Regions from separate parts of the Zea mays genome. Here region 2 is linked to region 1. Evidence: chromatin contacts called from public Hi-C data. All regions are on one chromosome and are shown on one strand. Each heading gives the region's core, a stretch centred on a gene start, on an enhancer-like site or on the middle of the called end of the contact. The rest is flanking DNA. Distances are from core to core; before and after follow the strand shown.

Region 1 (5,092 bases), core at 1,089-3,588:
CTTACCTGTCAACTGTCATTGGTACCCTCGATATCGACAACGCGCATGGGAGAACTTCGCCACTAGGTGTCACTCTTCAGTGGTACCACCACCACCAGTGGCATCCCGACTCACTACGGCGAGTCTGCAGCGTCACAGGCTCTCTGATGGCTCCAGCATCTCTCGAGTGAGTCTACAGCGTCACATGAGTGGAGTAGATTGAATGAGGTAGTTTGAGAGTCCAAAAACTGGAGTAGATTAAAGGGGCTAAAATCCCCTTATTCAAAAATGAATAAGGACGGAATTTCAGCCCCCCAATCACCTTCGGTTTAGTGACTCCCAAACTAGCCATGAAGGTGGGAAGGTGTTCAATCGCGGTCAAACCGTGAGCTAGTATTGCCGCTACAGGAAGCGCGGACGTCGTGGTCGTTTGTCTGGCTCTTCACACAAATACATGGTTACGCTAGGAAACCAAACAATTTTATGGGATCCTCTATGCCTAGAGATGGCAATGGAGATCCGATCCCCGATTCTCCGCGGGGAATTCCTCTTTTAGGGAATGAGAATGAGAAAGAAACTTCCCCCGCGGGATATAAACTAGAAAAATTTATCTCCCGATGGGTAAACGGGGATGGGGCCACATTCCCTGCGGGGGACCCGTTAAACGTGCACGCGACTATGTGTTTTGTACTAGTTAACGACAAAAATAAATAATTTCCTTGTCAAGAGACCACTAATTGTTCAAATGTGTTCATTTTGATGTATGCATAATAATTTCTTACATCTGACAATGTGTATAAATGACAATGTTTAACATTAATAAGAAAAAATATATGTCCTAACTATAATTTAAATGGAGATGGGAATCTCCGTTGGGATTTATCTCCACAGAAAACAGGGATGGGAAAGAAATGTTTCCCGTTAGCGTTCGTGGGGATCCATGGATGAATTTTTTTTGTCACAGAACAGAGATGAGGAGCTATTTCCGGCTGGGAATTCTCCATTGACATCCCTATCTATGCGATAGCTGGTTGGCCCCTTGATATCATCATCAATTAAAGTACTAGTAAACAGCACGAAATGAATGATGTAACCTAGCTGATGCAGTCATGCTACATGTCCCAATCAGAGTAGTTGCCACCGTTCCTCGGGCTCTCGTCCTGGCTCTCCTATTCACAGTTTCGGGCCGTCCGGCAAGCATAAACTCAGCTTGAAAATTTGTACTAGTATATACGCTGCAAGCCTGCAAAGGGCAGACGCGTTTAATTCGTCCAAAGCATGTTCAAGTACCGTGGGGCGCGGGCAGTCATTAGTCAAAAGTCTCAAGTACTCCTCCTGTATCTCCGTTCGGGCAGTCAACATCTGAAGCGCGTCTGCAATTCTGCATACGCTGGGCGCCCTGCTGTTTCTGAATCCTCCTCCATACTCTTCACCAGCAGCAGCAGGACGACAGGTTCTTCAGCTCGCCGTGGCGAATTCCGTGTGTGAATGTGACCTCCACTTCTATATCTACCCTGCAAAACATGTGATGTCGTACGCTTACGAATATGAAACCACTAATCCCCATGCTCCCCAGCTAGCGCTCCTCCAATACGAAGACGAGCTGCGTGATCTGGCTACAGGAATCTCAGTGGGGGCCATGTGGCCCAGCCACACGCGGGCGCAACCACCAGCGCTGTTTATTAATTTTTTTTCACCGCCTGCCTGTGCGTGCCGCGGTAAGCGAGCAGAGCACGCCGGCCCGTTGGAAAAAGTGGGACGCCTGTCACCTGGACACTTCCATTTGGGACGTTACTCGCCATAGGATTCGGATCCACTGGAAAAAAAGTTTATATCTAGCTGCTATGAACATGGCCCATGACCTTGCAGCCAGGAAAGGCCGCTCTGACAGCAGCTGAAAAGGAGCCCTCGAACTGGTGCCGGTGGCACGTCGCACTCCACGGTCGATCCGGTGGCGCCTCTGCCGCTGACGCGGAGGAAAATACTAGCCAAATCAACATTCCGGCACCAGACGGCTGCAGAGCGCATTATTGCTGATATATTTTTACCGGTGAAAAAGGAAAAGCGCATGCCGAGCCAAGGTGCAGGGCGGCAGCCGGCAGGCGCGCGCGACGCTCCGGCGGAATAGAATTGTGGGGGGCGTGCGTGACGACAGCACGCAGATGCATCACGCATCTCAACGGGAGGAGCTGCTCACCCCGTCGCCTTTTGCCCTTTTCTTTATGTGCTCCGCGCGCCACTGATTAGTTGAGGTCCACTAGGCACTAGCTGCGGCCTGCCGCCTGCGGGCGCTGGGCATCCAGTCCCGCCCCCCGCGTCGACGTCGTATATAACGACGGGCGCCAGAAGCCGTTCGGTGATCTGGCCACCCGAGCACGGCCAAAAAGGCGCTCGCCCAGCGCTTCACCAGATAGAGCAACACAGCTCAGCTCAGCTCAGCCTCGGACCAGCAGCCGGCGTGCGGAGCTGCGGTGCGGCGTCGTGCGTGCGCCAGAACAGGATGCTGCCCGCCGGGTGCGGCCTCCTCTCGTGCCTCCGCCTCGACAAGCAGGGCGACGCGGGCCGAACCGACCCCCGCGTCGCGGACGAGCCCGCCGCGTCGCTCGGCAAGGGCAGCGGGTCGTCGGCCAGGCGGTTCGCGTGGGCCGAGATCGAGTCCGTCACGGCGGGCTTCTCCTCCCGCGTCATCGGCCAGGGCGGCTTCAGCACCGTCTACCTGGCCTGCCTCTCCTCCTCCCGCCTCGGCGCCGTCAAGGTGCAGCGCAGCAGCGAGCGCCTCCACCGCGCCTTCCGCCAGGAGCTCCACGTGCTCCTCTCGCTCCGCCACCCGCACATCGTCCGCCTGCTCGGCTACTGCGACGAACGAGGTATATAACAAGACGCGAACCAACCACCGACTGATCAGCTCCACAGCTCCACTGAGCGGGAGCTTCCAAGTCACGTAGATAGATGAGCTAGGAGCTAACACGAGTTTCTTTTCTCTCTCTCTCTCTCCCTCTCTTTCTGCGTGCGTACGTGCAGAGGAAGGCGTGTTGGTCTTTGAGTACGCACCGAACGGCGACCTCCACGAGAGGCTCCACGGCAGCGGCAAGGCGCCGCTCCCGTGGGCGCGCCGCATGGCGGTGGCGTTCCAGGTGGCCATGGCGCTGGAGCACCTCCACGAGAGCCGCGACCCGGCGGTGATCCACGGCGACGTGAAGGCCTCCAACGTGCTGCTGGACGCCAGCCTCGACGCCAAGCTCTGCGACCTGGGCTTCGCGCACGTGGGCTTCTCGGCCGCGCTCCAGCCGCCGGAGGCCAGCGGGGCCAGGGCCAGGGCGTCGTCGGCGCCGCGCGCCGTCGTCATGGGCTCCCCGGGCTACGTGGACCCGCACTTCCTCCGCTCCGGCGTCGCCACCAAGAAGGGCGACGTGTACAGCTTCGGCGTGCTGCTGCTCGAGCTCCTCACGGGGAGGGAGGCCATATGCGCCGACACGGGGCGCCGGCTCGCCGCCGCGGTGGGTCCTACGCTCGGCGAAGGAAGAGTAGCGGAGGCAGTGGACCGGAGGCTCGGAGACGAGTACGACACGCACGAGGCGGCCACCGTGGCGGCGCTTGCGCTGCGGTGCATCGGCGACGGCCCCGGGACGCGGCCCTCCATGGTGGAGGTGGTTCGCGAGCTCCAGGAGAAGACGACCGCGCTGATCTCGGCCGCTGGATGCAAACCTGCCGGCAAGATGGGTTCCTGAGCTGTATTGTCGGCCGAAGAAGACCGTAAATACCATTAGCTTTGTTTAGAGAGAGTAGAAGGTGAAGGTAATGTTTTTTTATTTATTTTACTTATATAAGTTTCTTGATGTAGTGGATTAGTAGTAGTTGAATCGGATTACATAGAAAAATTTCCGTGATGTCAGAGTTCGTTGCAGAGAGTCTCGTTAATCAAATCGCCAAAATAAGCTCGTCCAATCCGTTGAAGATTGATGTGATCTACTCTACGACATGTGACGTCATCTCGCGCGTACTTTGAGATGGCTTTTTTGGTTGTTAGTCAAGTCGCTGATCCTGAACAATAAGGAATTGAATAGATCTTGATCGGTAGGGGTACGTAACATGCAAATGGCGATCAGTTTCAGAAGCTATTCCAAAAGATGAATTTTGAGCGTATATATAAAAACCATGTTTTGGACCTTTAATAGTTGATGCCACGTGGCGGTACTCCTTAGATCATGTTTAGATTCAACAGAGCTAATAATGAAACACTAAATTTAGTTAAAACATCCAAACGGTGCTGCTTATGATTCGGCTATTAGCTACTTTTAGCAAACTAGGACCGCATAGGTGGAGATGACAACCTCCGTCTCACTCTTTTTGGCGAAATAGGAGAAGGGCGAGAGGTTGCCTAGCAGCCCAGTGAGCATTCCCTGAAGCGTGCAATCAAATCCGTCAAAATGAGCGTCACAGATAGGCACAGAGGAGGTGAAATCTGAGACGCGAATTGGGGACCGTACGAACCACAACACGACGAAGAGCGCGGTCTCGTGGCCGACGAGGAGGTTGTGGGCGTTGAGGATGTCCGTGGGAGTTGGAGGAAGAGGAAGGGAATGTTGGCCACGCTGGTGAACTTTGTCGTCATGGAGTTCGACTGCTGGTACTTCTTCGAGTCCTGCGTGGCACCCCAACCCAAGCCAGGCAGTTCGAAGCAGTCGATCGATCCATCATGCGACATCCCACCACAAATGACAGGAGGGAAGGGATACGAAAGGGTACCTGGAGAACCGGCTTGGAGGCAGTGACTGCGACGACAAGGGGTGGGTCATGCTGGCGCAGTTGGTGGAGGGGCATGAGTTGGTGGTACGATACGCGGGGCTTGGACGCGAGGGGTTTTAGGAGGAGGGCATGGGGTGCGGCCGCGAGTGGGTTGCCTCCCACGAGAGCGTGGCGGTAGAAGGACGGGGACGCCAGGCGGAGCGGGAGACCGACGACGACGACATGAATGTTGGCTGAGTGATGATGGGTGTGCGGTCGCAGAGTCCAGGCATCTCGGGGGTGGCGCTGGAGCAGGGGGAGTAGGTGTCGGGGTCGCAGATTTTGGGTATTCTGGGGGTGCGCGTGGGGAGGGGTGGGCACAGGGGCG
Region 2 (5,092 bases), core at 1,519-4,018, 330 kb before region 1:
AGCCACATCAGCAAATGTAACTATATCCGAACTTTCAGAAACTTTTGCTCCGCCGGAATTAGAATTCTTCCTATTCCTCAACTGACCGGGTGATTGCTGAGTTTGCATAAGAAATTAGATATATACAAATGTAATGCAACTTCAGACGAAGAGTACATGCTTGCCAATTGATTGAGGTCATGCATCAGTACCTGAGAAAAGCTTATTGGCAGGCGCTGCAAAACTACCGCAATCAATACAACATAGATAAGACCTACCTGCAAAATGTAAGGGCAGTTAGACTGAAAGGAACCAACTGAAGAGGGTCTGTATGTAAAGAATACAATCACATATATATAAATGCAAGCATGTATGAAAAAAAAACTATGTGCCCATAGAGATGGACTTTTCAGTCCTGTTAAATTCCTATTTACAATCCTCAATTAGGATCCCATCTCCTATACAAGGTTACAGAAAACATAATACACTAATTTTGTCGGCTCTGGGAGTTCAGTTTCTTAATGTCACACGTGAACCAAAATCCCGTTTACACATGCAATTTAGATCCCATGTTCTGATGTTAGGTTCAAGAAGAGTTCTTGCAGTTCGTTTGCATGTTTCAAAACCAGATTGAGAGTCCGGTTACCTAATTTTCATGTTAACCAAATTCTCATTCAATTCCCCAAAACACTTTCCACAGTCCCATATTAGGTCAAAGACCCATACATTTTTGTTTGTAGCCCAAATATCAGAACTGGAGTTCAGTTTCCTGTTTTTTAAGCACGTACCAATCAAACTCCAAACTTCTTTCTGCTTTTTAATTCCAAGGATCATGTAAATGTTAAAACTACCATCCATGTGTTACTGTAGTATTGAATTTACTCCACAAGTGAGCTTTCCTCTAATGTCCATACATTTTTAACTGGCTGCCCAAAAACGTGGTGCAGGACTACCGAATATAGGATAATCTAGTCGCTCAACAGGAGCAAAGATGGGTTCACAATGAGGATGGAACATGGTAAAATAGATACAAGACTTAATGATCAAAGATGTGCTTCATTGCTTCTAGTTTGAATCTGGTGTATAAGCCTTAGTGCTTTGTGTATAAAGAAATGCTTGCATGAGTCATGCATATTAGAAACCTAAACATGTGTTACAGACGAATCAACAAAATAACTGTCGAGGCATGTATGCTAATACAAAAGAGAATCAAAATAAAAAAGTGTGCTACATTTTTCTAGAGCGCTTTATGTATTAGCAAGATCTGACTTTAACATATGCAAGTGCAAGGATTATGAATCATAACTTTATCTACAATCCAAACTCTGGATCATATCATATTGCTGAAGCATTAGTTACAACAGTTTAGTCAACTAAACATGTTGTTTCCTGAGTGACCTAGCAACAAAACAGAGCAGACCATATGGTCATGTCATGTTGCATCTGTTAGAAACACTTGAATTCTCTATTTCTAGTGAGTACAAATATAACATTGTAGAGCAAGCGTTTCAACATATACTATGCAATATTCTGCCTCACACTGTACATATACAATGCTCACACAAAGTGAACCTACTGGGTTCGCTCGTCAATATCATTATGAAATATTTGCCCTGTCAGTTTCAATGCTCAGAACATCTCTGACTTTCCAACTGTCATTTTACATGCTTAGATACAAATTTTAAAATTCCTAAACTTGTGTGATTGGTACTATTACTACATTAATTTGAAGCCACGAACATTGCATTTGCATCAGAAATATCTTTCGGCATGAGTGCCTTACCAGGGCAGAATTGAGCATGCCGCCAGACCTCTTGTCCGGTGACCCAAATTCAACCATGTTTTCCACCATCTTCTCGTATGGTGTCTTTATGTCCACTGGACGAGTCGTCGTGAACACAATTCTCCTTGAAACTCCAGCATTATCAATGACATAATCTGCTCCGCGCTGTGTCGGTGTCTGCTCAACACGGACCTGGGACTCCACCTCTGGGCGGAGTCGGAACATGATATGCACCCCGTCCACCTCAACCTTCTTCACCTGGTCCTTGTTTATGCTGGCCAGGAAGTCGCTGTATGGTACACTGACGTACGTCGTCTGTGGGCGGGGCTCTGAACCGGGCAACGCGATCTCTGGGCGAAGCATGCGTAGCGCAAATATGGCGAAGCCCAGCTGGAGCAGGAGGAAGCCCATCTCCCGTCCCTGGACTATGGGCTCCCATAGCCACCGCCCCACGCCGCCTCCCTTAGTCAGCCTCCGCCGCCACTTATTTTCGTTCCTCTTCGACGAGGGCGGCGGCGGTGTCGCGGCCGTGCTCGTGGTGCTCGTGCTGGTGCTATCGCCCCCCGACTCCGCAGCCGCGTCGCGGTCGCCATCCCCAGACGAGGACGACGGCTCGCCGTTCCCGGAGGCGCCGTCGCCGTCGCGCTCAACATTCGCGCGCGCCGCTGGCGGGCAGCGGCGGTGTACGAGCGCGAGCCCGAGGCCCCGCGGCGGCACGGCGGATATCCGGATCGACGGTGCGCCTGTCCTAGCGCCGGCTGGTCGCCTGGGGAAGGGGCGTAGGAGCGAGCGGGACGGGGATGCGATTGGGAACGAGGCGAGGGTTTCCGCGGCGGCGGAAGCCATACGAAGAGGAAGGCAGACCCGACCCGAACCCTGGAGGTACTAGAGTACGGGTTGAACGAGCACGGAGTTCGCCCAACTCCGCCCGTGCTGCGCGCGAGCGCGTGGAGGGATCGGTGCGGGGTCGTCGGGGGTGAGGCCGAGACGAAGATGAGGAACAGAGGAAGGAAAGAGGCCGAGACGAGACGAAGAGGGGTGGAGGGAAGGAGAAGGGGGCGGCCGTTTGCTGCCTGTCACGCCGTCAAGCTGGGACACAAGGCCTTAGGCCCATCGTCAGTGACTGCTTATTGCTGATTTCAGCTTGGGCGACCGTCGGGTGGAGCTCATCCGTTTGGTTTTTGAGATAATTGCACGGCGCCGCGGCGCCCGGGTAAAGGATTGCTGGGGACGGACTATGCATGCCCCACTGAGATGTCAGTGAGAAGATGTCAATGAGAGGAGGAGTGTCTGTCAGAAGGTGGGCATTCGAGATATTTGGCGCGTCGGATGGCGCAGGGCGTCGAGCTTATGATGTCCACAGAAAGAATGAACTACGCCTACGGAACTTGGGAGTATCTTCTCTAGCCGACAAAAAATGATTGGTTTAATTCCGATCCTGGAACGAAACGTGTGAATTTATTTTGGCTGTGGATTGTTTAAATTGTTTACCGTTGGCCTAGCCTACACCTCTCTTCTCTCTTCACGTTGGATCGGTGGCCCACTTTGTTGTTGTCGGAGCCAGATTTTTTGCAATTAGAAAGATAAATTTTAGCTAATCGCGGAAATTTTGTAGCAAAACTGATATAGAACAAAAAATATAGTAAACCAGTTTTAGATTTTCTTTTTCATAATCATACTATATCTATTTATTATGACTGTCTTGGTCTCTTGGAGTTACGTGAATCTTCTATTATTTATATTTGTTGTTAAAGTACATCTAATTTCTATTTTGGTGGTAGAATGATAAGATGATTAAATGTACATATGTCTCTTATAAATATATTTTTCATTATAAGTTCTATCTCAACTCTTCCAACCACTTAATGCAACCAAATATTGATAAGAATGGATGCAATAACATGTAGATGATTTGACTCGTATATGCAACAGATTTATTTCTACAATAGTCCTACAACAACTCGTGGGTATCCTTCTAGTGATTAATGAGTTTGACGAGCTTGTTAAGTTTTACTAATGATAAAGTGGAACTAATGTCACATCTACAATACAAGAAAAAAAGCGCACATATTGGTAAACAAAAATGGGAACAAGAGCTATAGAATTTCATCTCAATGCAAGCTCTTGCGTGAGGGAGAAGATATTGGCATATCGTTAATAGTTATTAAGGATATATCATTGAAAAAAATGAAAACAGAGGTCAAACTATGAAGACACGATATGTAATGGATTATATGGTACCAATATTGGTTTGATTGTATGAACAAAACCACCATAGCAGTTAGTCAAAGGCCACCAGATCGTTCAATCGTTGTGCTATGTTTTGTGGTAAGTGAAAGTCCTAGTTTGGTTTTGATAATTAAGTGACAACCTTATGTGTTCTAAAATATGTTGTTTTGAAAGTAGCCTAAAGGGGGTGAATAGGCTAATTTGAAAAAATTTCACAACAAACTTCGAAAGATTGTTACATACACAGTTCGACTGGTGCAGGCCGGTTCAACAGCTACGTGCGCAAGTTGAACCACTCTGAACCAATCCAACTGTTTTATAAACTTTAGACTAGAATCTACTCGAAAAAGTATTTCGCGAGTTCTTGTGAGAAGTAAGATATAACTAAGTTAGAATGAAAAAATGAATATTTAAAGGCTATTTCACTTCTAGATAAACTCTACGGAAAAATCTTTATGTCAATCTTGCAAGTAAAAATATCTTAAGTTAAAAACAAGCAAGAACACAAGACACAAGATTTAATCCGAGGTTCGGCCACACCATAAAGGTGTCCTACTCCCCGTTGAGGAGCCCACAAAGGGCCGGGTCTTTTTCAACCCTAATCCTCCAAAAACCGACCACAAAGGTCAAGGCAATCTCTTCTTATCTTAGCTCAAAGAGCGGGTGATACAAACTTCTTGGGGTCGTCCACAAATTTGGAGACTCCCAAGCAACCTCAAAAGATCTTGAAACCTAGGGTTTCAAGAACACTAAGAAAGCACAAGAGGGGTTTGCACAAGCTCAAGTCTTTGTAAAAAGAGATGGGAGAGGAAAGTCAAATCGTGAGTACAAGCACAAACTTCACACCCAAGAGCTCCTCCAACAAGGTTGAATCTTGAGGAAGATTTAAGTGTGAGAGAGATGGGAGAGATGAGTGCTTTGTCTCAAGTTAGGTGAGCAATAAATGTGTGAGTGTCCAGCCGCATTGAAGAAGAGTGAGGGTTCTATTTATAGTCACGGCTCAAAAACTAGCCGTTTGACCAGAAACCACGCAGAAAATCGGTTGAGCCGCCCCTAGGGCGGTTGAACCGCCCCCTGAAAGGTCAGCAGACTGTCTGCCAG

What was found. A called contact is a pair of places that touch in the nucleus more often than the background predicts.
Region 2: a Hi-C map of leaf shows a contact between it and region 1, with 2.2 times the contacts expected there. The contact joins the promoter of LOC100502182 here to the promoter of LOC100283188 in region 1. A contact is called at or near these places in 3 of 25 Hi-C or Micro-C datasets (bundle sheath, leaf and tassel).

The regions. Positions count from the first base shown.
Region 1 is chr5:194,366,585-194,371,676 of Zm-B73-REFERENCE-NAM-5.0, reverse strand. LOC100283188 (protein kinase APK1A) reads left to right here and starts at 2,338. Exons shown (of 2, transcript NM_001156090.2): 1 at 2,338-2,846; 2 at 3,001-3,922. The coding sequence starts at 2,480. The coding sequence ends at 3,707.
Region 2 is chr5:194,692,208-194,697,299 of Zm-B73-REFERENCE-NAM-5.0, reverse strand. LOC100502182 (ATP-dependent zinc metalloprotease FTSH 7 chloroplastic) reads right to left here and starts at 2,768. Exons shown (of 13, transcript NM_001196659.1): 1 at 1,763-2,768; 2 at 192-257; 3 at 1-96. The coding sequence starts at 2,608.